Regions from separate parts of the Mus musculus genome. Here region 2 is linked to region 1. A link is a contact called in public HiChIP or PLAC-seq data. All regions are on one chromosome and are shown on one strand. The core of a region is the stretch at or near the end of the contact, and the rest is flanking DNA. Distances in the headings are between cores, read along the strand shown.

Region 1 (6,346 bases), core at 980-3,479:
AGTGGGAGAGACTATGGAAAGCTGCAGCAGGTGACCTGCCACACATCTGGGGCTAAGACTCGTGTCCTATCTCTTTTTTTTTAACTTTCAAAAAATTTTATGCATATGGATGTTTTCCCTGCATGTATGTCTCTGTGCTATGTGCATGCCTGGTGCCCATGTGGGTCAGAAGAGGGTGTTGGATTTCCTGGAACTGTGCAGTCCCATGCAGGCCACCATTTGGTGCTGGGAATAGAACGTGTATCATCCGAAAGAGCAGCCAGTGCTCTAACTGCTGTGCCGTCTCTCCAGCCCCCAGGGTTATATCTAAGGTATAAGCTTAACTTTTTTTTTTTAACTGTCAGACTATTTTCTAGAGACTCTCCACCCTTTTATACATCACAGCTGAGGTTCTTTGTCCTAAGGGATGCTCTTATCTGCAGCTGCTAAATTCCGAAAATGTAGCCTCTTGCTGACAACAGCCAGTCACTCATTCGACCTATCGCTTTCTCAACAAACATCAGTATGATACCACGACCTAGTGGGATTCACTCCTGCTGCAAGGAGTCCTGAATGCTTTGAGACGGAGACACAACAGTCTGATCACATCAACACCTCCATTCTGGGTTCTGTTGGATGAATTAGAATGACTTGGTGGGCAGGAGTCGATTCTATTGATACTGACAGGCTTGCCAATGGATTCCTCCAACTCCAGGGCCCAGTGAATCATGTGATTGCTCTCCCCAAATCCTACAAGGGACTGACAACCAGCCTTGGAATTTCAGACACAACAGAGGTGCCAGGAGATAGTGGTACTCAACAAGTACTGAAAGAACCAGTGGTACCCATCAAGTACTGAAGGTACCAAAGAGTCTGACTGGGAAGAAAAGTGAGAAATGGGCTCCTTTTTATTCCTATTTTTTTCTTTGGAGTAGTTTTTTTTTTTTCTTTTTTTTTTCCTTTCTGAAATTGATTCTTTTTCCTGTTTTATTCAACACTTTAAAAAATACTCAGTGTGTACACGTATGTTTAATGTATAATATGTGAGCACATGCACATCGCAGAGCATAGGAGAGAAGTTCAGGGGGTAATTTGTAGACATCAGTTCTCTCCTCCTATCATGTGACTCTCAGGCATCAAATTCAGGCTCTCGGGCTTGGAGGCAAGCGCCTTTAACCTACTGAGCCACCTTGCTGCTCCCTGAGATTGGTTTCCAATCACGTGTGAGATGCACTGAAGACTAGGAGCAGATGAGGAGTGTGGAAATGTGCGATATAGATAGCAGTGAGAGGAGAGAGGCAGAGGGAGGGAAAGGGAAGTCTGCCTCTGTTACTTCCGGACCCTGGGTTGGTGAGAGTTTTGTTGTGATGTTCTGAGGGGTTTTTTGTTTTGTTTTTTTGTTTGGTTTGTGTGGTTTGGTTTGGTTTTTCTTTGAGGCAGGGTTTCTCTGTGTATCCCTGGCTGTCCTGGAACTCACTGTAGACCAGGCTGGCCTCGAACTCAGAAATCCGCCTGCCTCTGCCTCCCAAGTGCTGGGATTAAAGACATGCGTCACCACGCCCAGAGTGATGTTGTTTTTGTTAGATTGTTTTGTTTGGTTTTGTCTTTTGAGTCAGAGCCTCATTAGACATCCAGGCTGGATGGAAACTACTGATCTTCTACCTCAGTCTCCTAAGCTCGTACATAGCTAAGTTTCCTGTGTCAGTTGTTGTTGTTGTTGTTGTTGTTGTTGTTGTTGTTTTCTACAAGACTGTTAGTTTTTTCATGCATTACACAAACATACATGCTGGAGCCAGAAAGGGATCAGGAGTTAGTGAGGGAAAGACAATAATTATCGAGTAAGTGGCTAACAGTTTGTCAGTTGGCCTTTCTTCGCTGATTTTCATGTACGAGGCTTTCAGACAGCAATGCAATGTCCTTCGGTTATAAAACTGCGCATTTGTGCGCCATCTCATTAAATGTGTTTGTATGCCCATCAAATTTTAAGCTCTTACATTATTCATGTCTTTAAAACTAGAAACAAAACCCTGGGGGAAGCTCTGCACACAGCTTGGAGCTTTGCCCCCTGCATTTCTGCTTCCAGACTGCCAAGTCCCCCTTACTAGCTGAGAGATCCCAATGTCTCTCGCCTCCTTCTCCCCTCCCCCCCCCCCCCCCCGCAAGACAGTCTCGTTGCTATGGAGATAGACTTTGCTGCGCCAAGACTTGCAAGGTGCTAGAAACTGGCTGGCCAACCTCTGCAACAGGCTGTGGGCGGAAAGGAGGAGCCAGAGAAAGAGTGTTCTGGGCAGAGAGGCCCCGGACCCGGTAGAGGCCCCCTGCTCTGCTGGCTCCGCCCCTATCACCCCCACCCACCCAGGGTATAGAAATACTGCTGCAGTCCGGGCCACCGCCCACTGCACTGCGACCCAGCAGGGACTTCGCCTCTTAGTCTCAGCAGCTTATCTGCCCGTGCTCTGCGCCCATGGCTAAAGGTCCCTTTTCGCGCAAGCCCTGGGGTCCAGAGCAGATGTATTTCGATTCTGACCCTGAGTACGAGGGCCTGTTCGATAAGCCTCCCCTGGAGGAGGGCCACACTGCGCGTGCACCTAAGTCTGCATCCTCGGCTGGCAGGAAATCTGGTCGGCGTTTGAGTGGGAGGGCTCCGGGGACCCGCGCTGGGCTGTCCCGAAAGGCCGCCGTGCGTCCAGAGCCCAAGGAAGAAGAGCCTCCAGTGGAAGAGGGCTGCTACCTTGACCACTTCCCGCACCTCTCCATCTTCATCTACGCGGCCATCGCCTTCTCCATCACCTCCTGCATCTTCACCTATATCCATTTGCAGCTTGCCTAAGTGGCCAGGGCCCCGACGGGGTGGGCGCAGAGTCGAGGGGAGGGGAGGGGAGAGGAATGAGAAGCGTAGCCTTTTGTTTCGGAAACGCGCTGCACCCCCTTCATCTAGCATTCGATGCTTCTTTTCTTTGTTGTCGCTTTGTCTAACTGTTCATCAGACGGTCCAGAGTCGCTGCAGGCAATGAAATAGCTGTGCTGCTTGCACCCGTACATTGAGTGCAATTAGTATAATCCTGGATTGAATTGAACCCAGTTTGTAATTAGGATGTCTCTGTATCCTACCACTTTGTGACGTGAGGGCCTAGCATTTTGGTGTTTGTAGAGCAGAGTCCAGCCTTCTGTTGTTTAAAGGATGAACCAGACCCGAGTCTGCGGCCTCCCTGAGAAGGTACCGCAAGGAGAATCAGCACCCTGGCTCGGAGTGCTGGAGCCTCATGATGCTGCGTCACACCGGGATGAGCCAGTTGTGCCTAGTTCTTTTGGTTAGGACTCTGAGCACCAAGCTGGCGGACCTGGGAGAGCAGCGGATATGGCTGGCTGCTGGAGGAGGTGAGTGGCGTTTTGTCAAGATGATTCTGACCCACCAGGAGTTGGGGCTGACGCGGGCTGTGTATTTTTGCCATTTCAGGTTTTGTGGTTACCAGAACTGACCACCAGAGAGTCAACGCTCAAGATGGGTTTTTGGACTGTGTGGAAAAGTAGACCACAAGTCTTCAGAGATGGAGGCCTAGATAGAATTCGTGTGTTCCATGAGATGAGACTGAGGGCTTTCCTTTGCTGCGGCCCATAGGAGGACTGTGCTAGAGAATTCTATGGTGACTTCATTTCAGCCTGGAGGCCTTCTAAAGCTGTGATACCAAGATGAAGAGGCTGGGACTAAGGACTGTCAGTAACAGAGTTCCTGCTGAAATCTGTCATCTCAGACTCAAAAAAGTGAATACCAGAACTCGCGTTTGCAGGTTATTCACCTACCCACTGTTTGTTTATTCATGTCAGCTGTTCAAATGCAAAACTTTTTGACACTGCTATACTCTGTGGAAATGTCTATAATTGCAGCATGTCTGATGGAATAAATCATATTCTCAGTGTCCTCTGTATTCGTTTGTCCACCAGCTTCCAGCTGTATGATGGCCCTTGACAGATTTCCTGTTCTGCTCTAGCTTTCACTCCCTTCTCTTTAAAACCTGCCCACTCTCCCTGGAAAGCTGACTTGGTTACACGGCATTTCTAGGTACAGAATCTCTCCACACCAAATAGCTATACGGGCCCCTCTGTGGCATCTGCCACTATGTCCAGATTCCTAGTTCCACAGTCCCCTAACAGCAGTCTGACTTCGCCACATGGTGCCATTCCCCATTGCTCAGTGTAAGAATCCCACTCAATCCCTATCAAGAGGCTTCTGGCTCAGCTAAGCTCTGGATTGACCCAGCTTGAGTTTTTTATCAATTGTTTTCCAATAGAAGGGCCTCCCTTCACTGTTCTGGTCTTCCCTGATTCCGTACCACCATGTCATTTGGTATTTTTGCTTCTTTGCACTTTAAGTGCCACAAGTCTGACACCCACTGGTCCCTGACGACAGCCTGTTTACAGTAATTCCCTCTAACCATCATCAACGGCACTGTTCCCCCAAATCACATCTCCAAGGTACCAAAAGAGTAATGTCAGTTTCCGGTTGTACCCGTGGATACTGGATCTAGTGCTGACGTTTAGCATTGCTCCCCACTGGATGGATCCCTGTTTATGGGCTAATGCTTTCCAAGCACACAGTCCCCATTGTCTCTCACTTACAGTCTGAGGTGTGACTGTATCATCTGATCCCGGCAGTAATTCCTTCCTCTAGTCCCCAAACCAAATTACCCACTTCTCAACATTTGTTATTTATTCTATGTTACTATAAGACTTTCCGGATATCTAAGTTCCATTTCCTACCCTAAATTCAAGCATCTAATTCCACCAACTACACCACGGTTAGCCCTATTACCTCTAAAATCTTAACATTGGCTTCAATGTCCTGAATGGAGATGGCTCAGCCAGTTAGAATGAATGCTTGTTGCATGGGAAGAGTCGATTAGGGAGCTCATCCCTGGGAACACTGGACACTCATATTCTCTCGGCATCCCTTAGTTCCCTGTGACTGTCTATGGGTGGGGCCAATGAGGTCACCCCACCCCCACCCCTCTGCAGCTTCAGGTTAGCATGTGCATTGTTGCTGTCCATGTTCAGATCTTGTTTAGGCAGCCATATTGTTGAGGTATCTCGGGTGAAGCTTATACATACAAACAACACTAAACAGACTCAACAGGCTGTCTTTGTGTGTGTGTGTGTGTGTGTGTGTGTGTGTGTGTGTGTGTAAAACAGTAACAATTTAACAAAAGGATCATGAATTTTAAAAGAGGGACATGGTAAAGAGAGGGAGGAAAGGGAAATTATGACTATATTTTAACTTTAAAAGCTGGATGTGCAAGTCAGAGAGAGAAAGTAGCACCTTTCAGTGGTCTCTGCTTCAGTTTCCGATTCCTGGCTTGAGACTGCCCTGACTTCCCTCAGTAATGGATGTTACCTTAAAATATAAGAGAAAATAACACCCACCCATCCGCCCCACCTCCCACCCCAAACCAAACCAACCAATCAGGTAACAAAAGAATGCTTACAGCTCTTCCAGAGGACCGGAGCAAGGTTCCTAGTACCTAGGCTGGTCACCCATTAACCCCAGCTCCAAGGGCTCTGATGCCCGCTCCTGGCCTTCACAAGCACTAGCAGACATATGGCATACACAAAGACAAAAAAAACTTAAATTCTCAAGTACCCAGCCCCAGTTGGGGCGTAGTTCAATATTATGAACCCTAGGTTCCAAACCCAGTACAGCAAAAACAAATAACCTATATTGTTCCTAATTTCAGAATGCATTGCTATCCCACAAATATTGTCTCCCCACTGTTGTACTCCAGCCTTTAGCATCCACCTACCATACATCAAGGCCACCCATACCCAAGATTCAATTACTTTTCTTCCCATACAGCTGCTTATTCCTCTGTGACCAGGCTGGCCTTGAACTCTGAGACCCTCCTGCCTCTGTCTCCCAAGTGCTGGGTGGCCTGTATCTTCTAACCTCTGTTCTCCCATCATCCACTTGTTGCCTCAGCATCATCATACGTCTGGCCCACCTTCCTGTTAGGTTTTCCCACGGTGACCATGCATCTCTCCACTATTTTGTAGGTGACTCCTTTCCTATACTGATTCTCAACAATATACTAATTTTGAGGTTGCCTTGTCCAAATTCTCAGGCCTTTTCCTGCCTAATAATAGCCTTATCAGGGTTTCACCATAAAAAAAATTACCTGTGAGCTGGGGAAAGGACACTCACAGTTCTTAGAGGACAGGGTTTGGGCTTCCCTGACTCCAGTTCTAAAGATCCAACGCCCTCTTCTGGCCTCTGCCAGGACACCATGCACATAGAAACAAAACATGCATACCCATAAAATAAAAATCAAACATACCCATCCTTTTGTTTTATGTTGCACAAATTCCAGGAATACAG
Region 2 (6,346 bases), core at 1,242-3,741, 1.2 Mb before region 1:
CCCTGAACCTGGTACGGACTCTTCATTGACTTGTGTTTTGCTGTTGTGACACTAGTTTCCAACATCCCTGAATGACCTTGGATAAACTGCCTTTGGAAGTTTACATTTGACTGATTTTTGGGTGAGCATTCAGGGTACTGGGTTTCAAGATGGCATCTTCATGCATGTGTGCCGTTTGTTTCTGTTTGTCCCTTCCCCTGTCGCCTTCTCTGTGCGGCGCCCCGCCCCATGGTTCCTTTCCCTTCCCAGACAGTCCTCCCTTCTACTTTTATGTCACATTATGGATCCTGTTGCTCTCTTTCCACTTCTGGTAGTGCTCCTTCTCCTCCAGCATCTTCCTGGTCTCACGACCCCTTATATGTTAATACACACACACACACACACACACACACACACACACACACACACAGTTTAAATCTGAGCTCCATGTTTGAGAGAACACTCTGTGATGGTTTTGACTAGCTTTCCCTGGCAAATTCTTTACCTTGAAGTCTCCACTCAAATGCTGCCCCCCTCTATGAAGCCTTCCTCGAACTTGGAAGATCTTTTGCCCAAGGATACCCACAGTGTGTCCCATATTATTGCAAGGGCGAATGCCACTGATGGCTGACTGTAAGCCACAGAGCTACTTTAAACACTCAGAACATTGACTTGGGGGTCTTAAAACGACTACTGGGAATCAAAGTTGATCTGATTCTATATATGAGAAGATGAATCCAGAATGGAAACATCCACCAAGGCCACACAGGGACAGAGTATGGATTCAGGCATTTAGCTGCAGCGCACACTTTATAGACTTTAAAGCACTTAAATTACAGCAGAATGGTTGACCAGCATCGTAGATCCCAGACTTTGAGTGAACGTCCTGAATGAGGCCTGGTAAAGGGTGTTAAGTGGGCACATGGTGATAAATAAAACGAAGATTAAATAAAAACTCCAAAAGGCTGGAAAGCTGGCTCCATGGTTAACAGCAGGACTCACTCTTCTTGCTGGAAGAGGACCTGGGTTCATTTCCCAGAACCCATATGGCTGTTCCCAACTGTCTATTATTTCAGTTTCAGGGACTCTGACACTCTCTTCTGACTCTGGGGTTATCAGACATGCAAATGATACACACATATATATGCATGCAAAATACTCATACACATAGAGTCTTGAAACACACACACACACACACACACACACACACACCCCAAAGCAGGAACTCTAGTTTTAATTGCCCTGGGGGAAGGGATGGGCCCAGGGCCACATAGATGCAAACAAGCAAACAAACCGAAAATAGAGAGGGCCTGAAGAAGGCAGTTGCAGACTTGAGGGCAAGGTGACAGGCAGGTCACAGGAACAGAGTCAAAAATCTTGATACAAATGTGTGTTCTGTTTTAGGGCCTTCGACATTCACAGGCTGAGAAGGTGGGGAATTCAGTAGTTCTTTCCTGGTGGTGGTGGTGGCAGGGCTAGGGGTGGAGAAGAGGGAGGAGAGGTTAGTCTCATATAATTCGTAGCAATTGCATATAACCTATTCTTTACTTCATCTCTGGATTGCTTGCAACACCTAACACACAGTGTAAGTGCCGTGCTAATAGTCGGTCTCTGTTGTATATAGTTCAGAGTACGCCGATGGTTTCCATGTTTAGAACAGAAGCAGCCATCCTAGTCGTAAACACGCTAACCATGTCAGCAACTAGATAGCATCTTGATCAGTGGTGAGAGCTGACTGTACAGGAATCTGGACTCAGCCATGTGTCAAGTAGCCTGTGGATAAGACTCCCCAGAGGAGAATGAGAGGCAGGCAGAAGAGAAAGAACTCACCGAAGTGTCAATAATGTCATTGCACCCTCTTGTGTTGGTGTCCCAAACAGGACTTAGCACAGCAGGTACTACACACAGGTCTGTTAAGGGGAGGATTAATGAATGAACGAATGCCTCGATGATGGTTGGCAGGATTATGCCCCCTCTTTTCTAAGGCCCCGTCTCCCACCATAAAATGGTACTAGCGAGGTGGTTGGTAAGTGGGCGGCAGCAACTACCCGCGCCTGGGCAAAGACGGCCGGCCTGCGCAAGCGCGTTCGCTGGAGGGTAAAAGTCGTTCGGTCTGCGAGGACAGTGACCGCCTTCCTTAGCGGTCCCTCTAGAGCGCCTACGGTGCGCTGGGTAGGAGACGGCACGAGGAGGGAAATGGGTTCTATGTCTAGAGTCGGGCTAACGCTAGGAGGAAGCCAGCGGATCTTGGAGGTGAGAAGACCGCGGTGGCGCAGGGCTCGGCCATCGCCTCTAGGAGACGCCCCTCCGGGATAGGGATGAGAAGGAGAACGCTTTGGAGAGAGAAGCCTGAGAATCCTACAGGCTGGTGTTTTTCATCTGGGACATTCCGGAGTCCAGGAGAGAGCAGGTGAGAGTACACAAAGGGTCCTCACGCTTAAGCTGGCAGAATGACCGGCACACCCTGCATGGTACTGAGGACCAGAGCAGCGCCAACGGGCTGGCAAGTGGTGAGGTGCCAGGGTCCAGTCCTCTCCATAGAGGGCTGGTGCCAAGCACTGAAATCTGCAAACGCCTCACTCTGCCGCGGGGTGGCAGAGTCCTGGGACAGACACTCCCCACAGACCCCGAGGGGTGGCTCCGCCCCAGGACCGCAGGGAGGCCTGGCAATGGGGGGCGGAGTTGTAGCCGCCCCCAATCCGGTGGGACCGCGCGTCCCCCTTTTAAGCTCGTGAAGCTTCTAGCTGCCTCGCAATCTTTTCTCCCTCCAGTCAGTCTCCCTTTCACGCGATGGATTCGGCGAAGACTTGTGTGACCAAGTTCAAGTCCTTTGCGATTTTGCTCTTCACCCCGATCCTGATGCTTCCACTCGTCATTCTGATACCTGACAAGGTCAGTTGCGTGTCTGGGCAGCCTGGCGGAATCCGGGTGCCCAGTGCAATAACGGGCACGGAACCCGGGAACGCTGAGCTGGAACGCATAGATTCCTCCGTGGGGACGAGCTCCCCTGGGACGCGTGCTCAGACGCTCCAGGCACCAGATAGGAGGTGCTCTGCAAAGAATCCGAGGGACGCACAGACCCTAAGGTGAACACGTCCTAGAGTGCACCGATTTCAGGGCGCAAGAGCCGTCCGGGCAAACACGGAAACCTGGACGTTAGAACAGATCTGAACCACACAGACCCCTCGACAGGCTTAGCCTCTGACTCAAAATCTCCTCCCAGAGTGCACAACCAACGCTAGTCCAGCTCAAAGATAATGCTCGAGCTAGTAGAGACTCTGAAGGCTGGGCTTTCTTTCCCTCTGTGCCTCTTCTCTAGGAAAGAGAGATTTCCTAGCTGTAGATGCCTTCAGGCAGGGAACTACAGGAACAGAGTGGATCATGCCTTTGCCATAATCTGGCCTTGATATTTGAAGCTCAGGTTCCCCATCTATGATCTATATTTCTTTCTAGCTCGGAAGCCAAGGAAGCCACTCTCGAGTTCAAATCCTGCTGCAGCCTGAAAGGCAGGTCGGGCACTGCCCACCGCCTGCTGAGGCAGTCAGTGTGAGGAGGCAGGACGTATTCCCAGAGCTCACGCCTTGGGTGGCATGGCTCTCGGTTGCTGGGGAAGCTGAGTCCCATTCCCTGGCCTCCTGGTGCTCCTGGGAGGAAGGGAGAGAATGAATGGCCTTGGCTGCAGAGCAGAGGAGGGCGGGAGCGCTGGCCCCGGCTCTGTCAGGCTGTGTGCAGCCAGTTTGGCGAGGCCAGGGCTCTTTGAAGCCTTATGTGGCTACCCTTTCACTCTCAGCCCAGACAGGAAACCTTGCTCGGATCCTGCTTCCCCTCCACAGGCAGGTTTGAGAAACAGTGGCTCTCTTCAGGGAAGGTTTTGAGAGGAGAGGGGTGTCCCCTGGTGGGCTTCTAGTCATTTCACATTGTGCCTTTCAGCAAGACCCTTTGCTCTCCGGGCCCCGGGTGCTTTGATGGGTACAATGGGGTGACTGGATTCTGGGAGTAAAAGGGGATCATTCCGGCTCCTAGGATTGGGGCGCGGGGGGGGGGGCAGAGGAAACATACTGAGCAGAGGCTCCACATGGGCCAAGGAGAGCAGAGCAACTGTGCGGACTCATCCGCTGCCACTCTGTTAGCGAGCATCCAGAGATTCGGGGCCATTCCCGTCTGTGGGAGGCATCCAGGTTAGGAAGCTGTGATTTTAGCTCTGCTGGCGGGGAGTGATGTTCCTTGGAATAATTATAGTTGCTTGCTTGACCTTTCTGGTAGAGGACAGTGTAACCAGGATCCCACTTTATCCCTGGCTCATGCATGTGTATGCGCACGTGTGCACACCCCCCCCCCCCCAACACACACACATACACTCAGAGAGAGACAGAGACAGAGACAGACAGACAGGTAGGCAGGCAGAGGGGGAATATAAATATCAGTGAGTTAGGTTCCCAACCGGGTGTATTAATACATCTATATGCCCTGGGACTGAAAATTTAGGGACTGGGAGGCCATTTTGGAGGTTCTTCCAAAAGGCAGTCTTCCTGTACCTTCTCTCCAAGTGGCTTGGTGCCTGGGAGCCTGGGTCTTTGGCTCCCTATTTTTGCCCTCTGTCCCTCTTTTTGCTCACCACCAAAGACCACCCTGTTCCCATTCACCATGCCCTTCATTGGGCAAGAAAACCCAGAGATACAGAACACTCCAGGACAGAGAGAGAGAGAGAGAGAGAGAGAGAGAGAGAGAGAGAGTCAGACTGTCCCCAGGGGCATCCTGACCATCACTGTCCCTACAGGATGATGGTCCCCAGCACACACTGCCCTCTGTGCTCCATGGCCCCTCTTCAGGCTTTCATATTCTCTTCCACCTTGCTTGCTTCCTGGCCTCCCCTCTGATCCACTTTTTCTCTGAGCCTTCCTCTGCTTCTAAAACCCATTTTAATAAAACCAGTGACAACTTTAATCATGTTACCTTGTTAATCTTGTAAGAAATCCTTATTTTCAGAAGTCTAAAGTATCAAGTAAAATAAGGTACCCTCATTGCCTTATTATTAATGTTTTAGTGGACAGATAGACAGTTCTCCAAATACCAGTCACACACACACACACACACACACACACACACACACACACACACACACTGGGGAGTACAGAGGGACAGGGGAGAGTTTTGCTTACCCCATTTTCATTCTGTAGCACGAACCATATAAGGGTATTTTACTCAACACTGGTCTATATTTCTAGTTGTGACTCTATCAGATTGTATCATAGAATGATGTCATAGCCACATCACTCTGCCTTAGTTGACCATAATGATGCCACCTAAGGCTTAGAACATGCCCCTTGCAGACCAGTGTGTGAGTGTCCTTAGATGAACTCTCAACCCTGGCTGATTACACTGTGCACATCTATGTGCACCGCCTTTCAACTGCGGTGCCTGCTCCCATCTCAGCTCCCAGTTGCTTTTCCAGACACCTTCTCAGTACCAGGGAAGTGCAGTAAGTATTATTTGTATGTGTGTGAGCTTGCACATTTGGAGGCTAGAGATCAACATCAGGCACAGTTTCCTCAGCTGCCATCCAGCTGTTTGTTGAGACAGGCTCTCTCAGTGGCCTGGATCTGGCCACACAAGCTGGGCTGGCCTGTCTCCACATTCTTGGAGCTGGTACAAGTGTGTGCCACAGAACCTGGTGTTTTCCTTTGTTCTAGGGATCAAGTGCAGGTCCCCATGCTTACAGAGTAAGACGTTCCTGATTGAGCTCTCTCTCCAGTTCCCTCCCCAGACTTTCCCAACATCCCATTCCTACTCTGCACTCTCCATGGGCACGGTGGGAGTTTGTATTAGGAAGGGTCTAGTATGTTAATTGATTCATTAGGACTGAGACATCTCCTGGGCTTCCTGCTGGTGGGTGGAAATGAGGAGTCAGTTAGCCTAGTGGTCCATCTTCTCCCGGGGTGGGTGAGTGGGGTGCCCTAGGGCATTTACTGTCCGAGTTCTGAGAATAAAGGTTATTAAGGAGTTTCTGGGTGTCACACATTCTGTATGGCCCCTCTGAAGTCATCAGTTTAGTGATAAGGATGGGAAAAGAAGAACTGAGATTGGGAGTGGAAGAGACTCCTTAATGACATTGTTTAGAATTGCTATTACATGGTGGTAGACACAGGCTGACTTTTAGCATCATTACTTAAAATTTCCCTACAGCATACTTCTTTATTATCTGTGCCCCAAAGGAATCCCCTCTACCACCCATCCCTGGAGCTCACCCCAATGGCTTTCAACTGCTATTCATCCTATAGGAGATAAAGAGAAAGCTCACCTTTGCTCTCTAGTCATAGACTAATAAATGAAGGGGGATCTACAGGTTCATTATCCACAGGAAATGGTT

Evidence for each region. HiChIP or PLAC-seq counts read pairs in DNA pulled down with a chosen protein or histone mark.
Region 2: an H3K4me3 HiChIP or PLAC-seq map of embryonic forebrain shows a contact between it and region 1, with 8 times the contacts expected there. The contact joins the promoter of 1700051A21Rik here to the promoter of 6330403K07Rik in region 1. A contact is called at or near these places in 1 of 39 promoter capture datasets (liver) and 1 of 115 datasets of contacts at active chromatin or transcription factors (embryonic forebrain).

The regions. Positions count from the first base shown.
Region 1 is chr11:71,029,500-71,035,845 of GRCm38.p6, reverse strand. It overlaps 6330403K07Rik (RIKEN cDNA 6330403K07 gene), which reads left to right and starts at 2,229. Exons shown (of 2, transcript NM_134022.2): 1 at 2,229-3,357; 2 at 3,437-3,905. The coding sequence starts at 2,444. The coding sequence ends at 2,809.
Region 2 is chr11:72,262,989-72,269,334 of GRCm38.p6, reverse strand. 1700051A21Rik (RIKEN cDNA 1700051A21 gene) reads right to left here and starts at 2,491. Exons shown (of 2, transcript NR_045922.1): 1 at 1,810-2,491; 2 at 779-1,454. It overlaps Slc13a5 (solute carrier family 13 (sodium-dependent citrate transporter), member 5), which reads left to right and starts at 2,731. Exons shown (of 12, transcript NM_001004148.4): 1 at 2,731-2,871. The coding sequence starts at 2,770.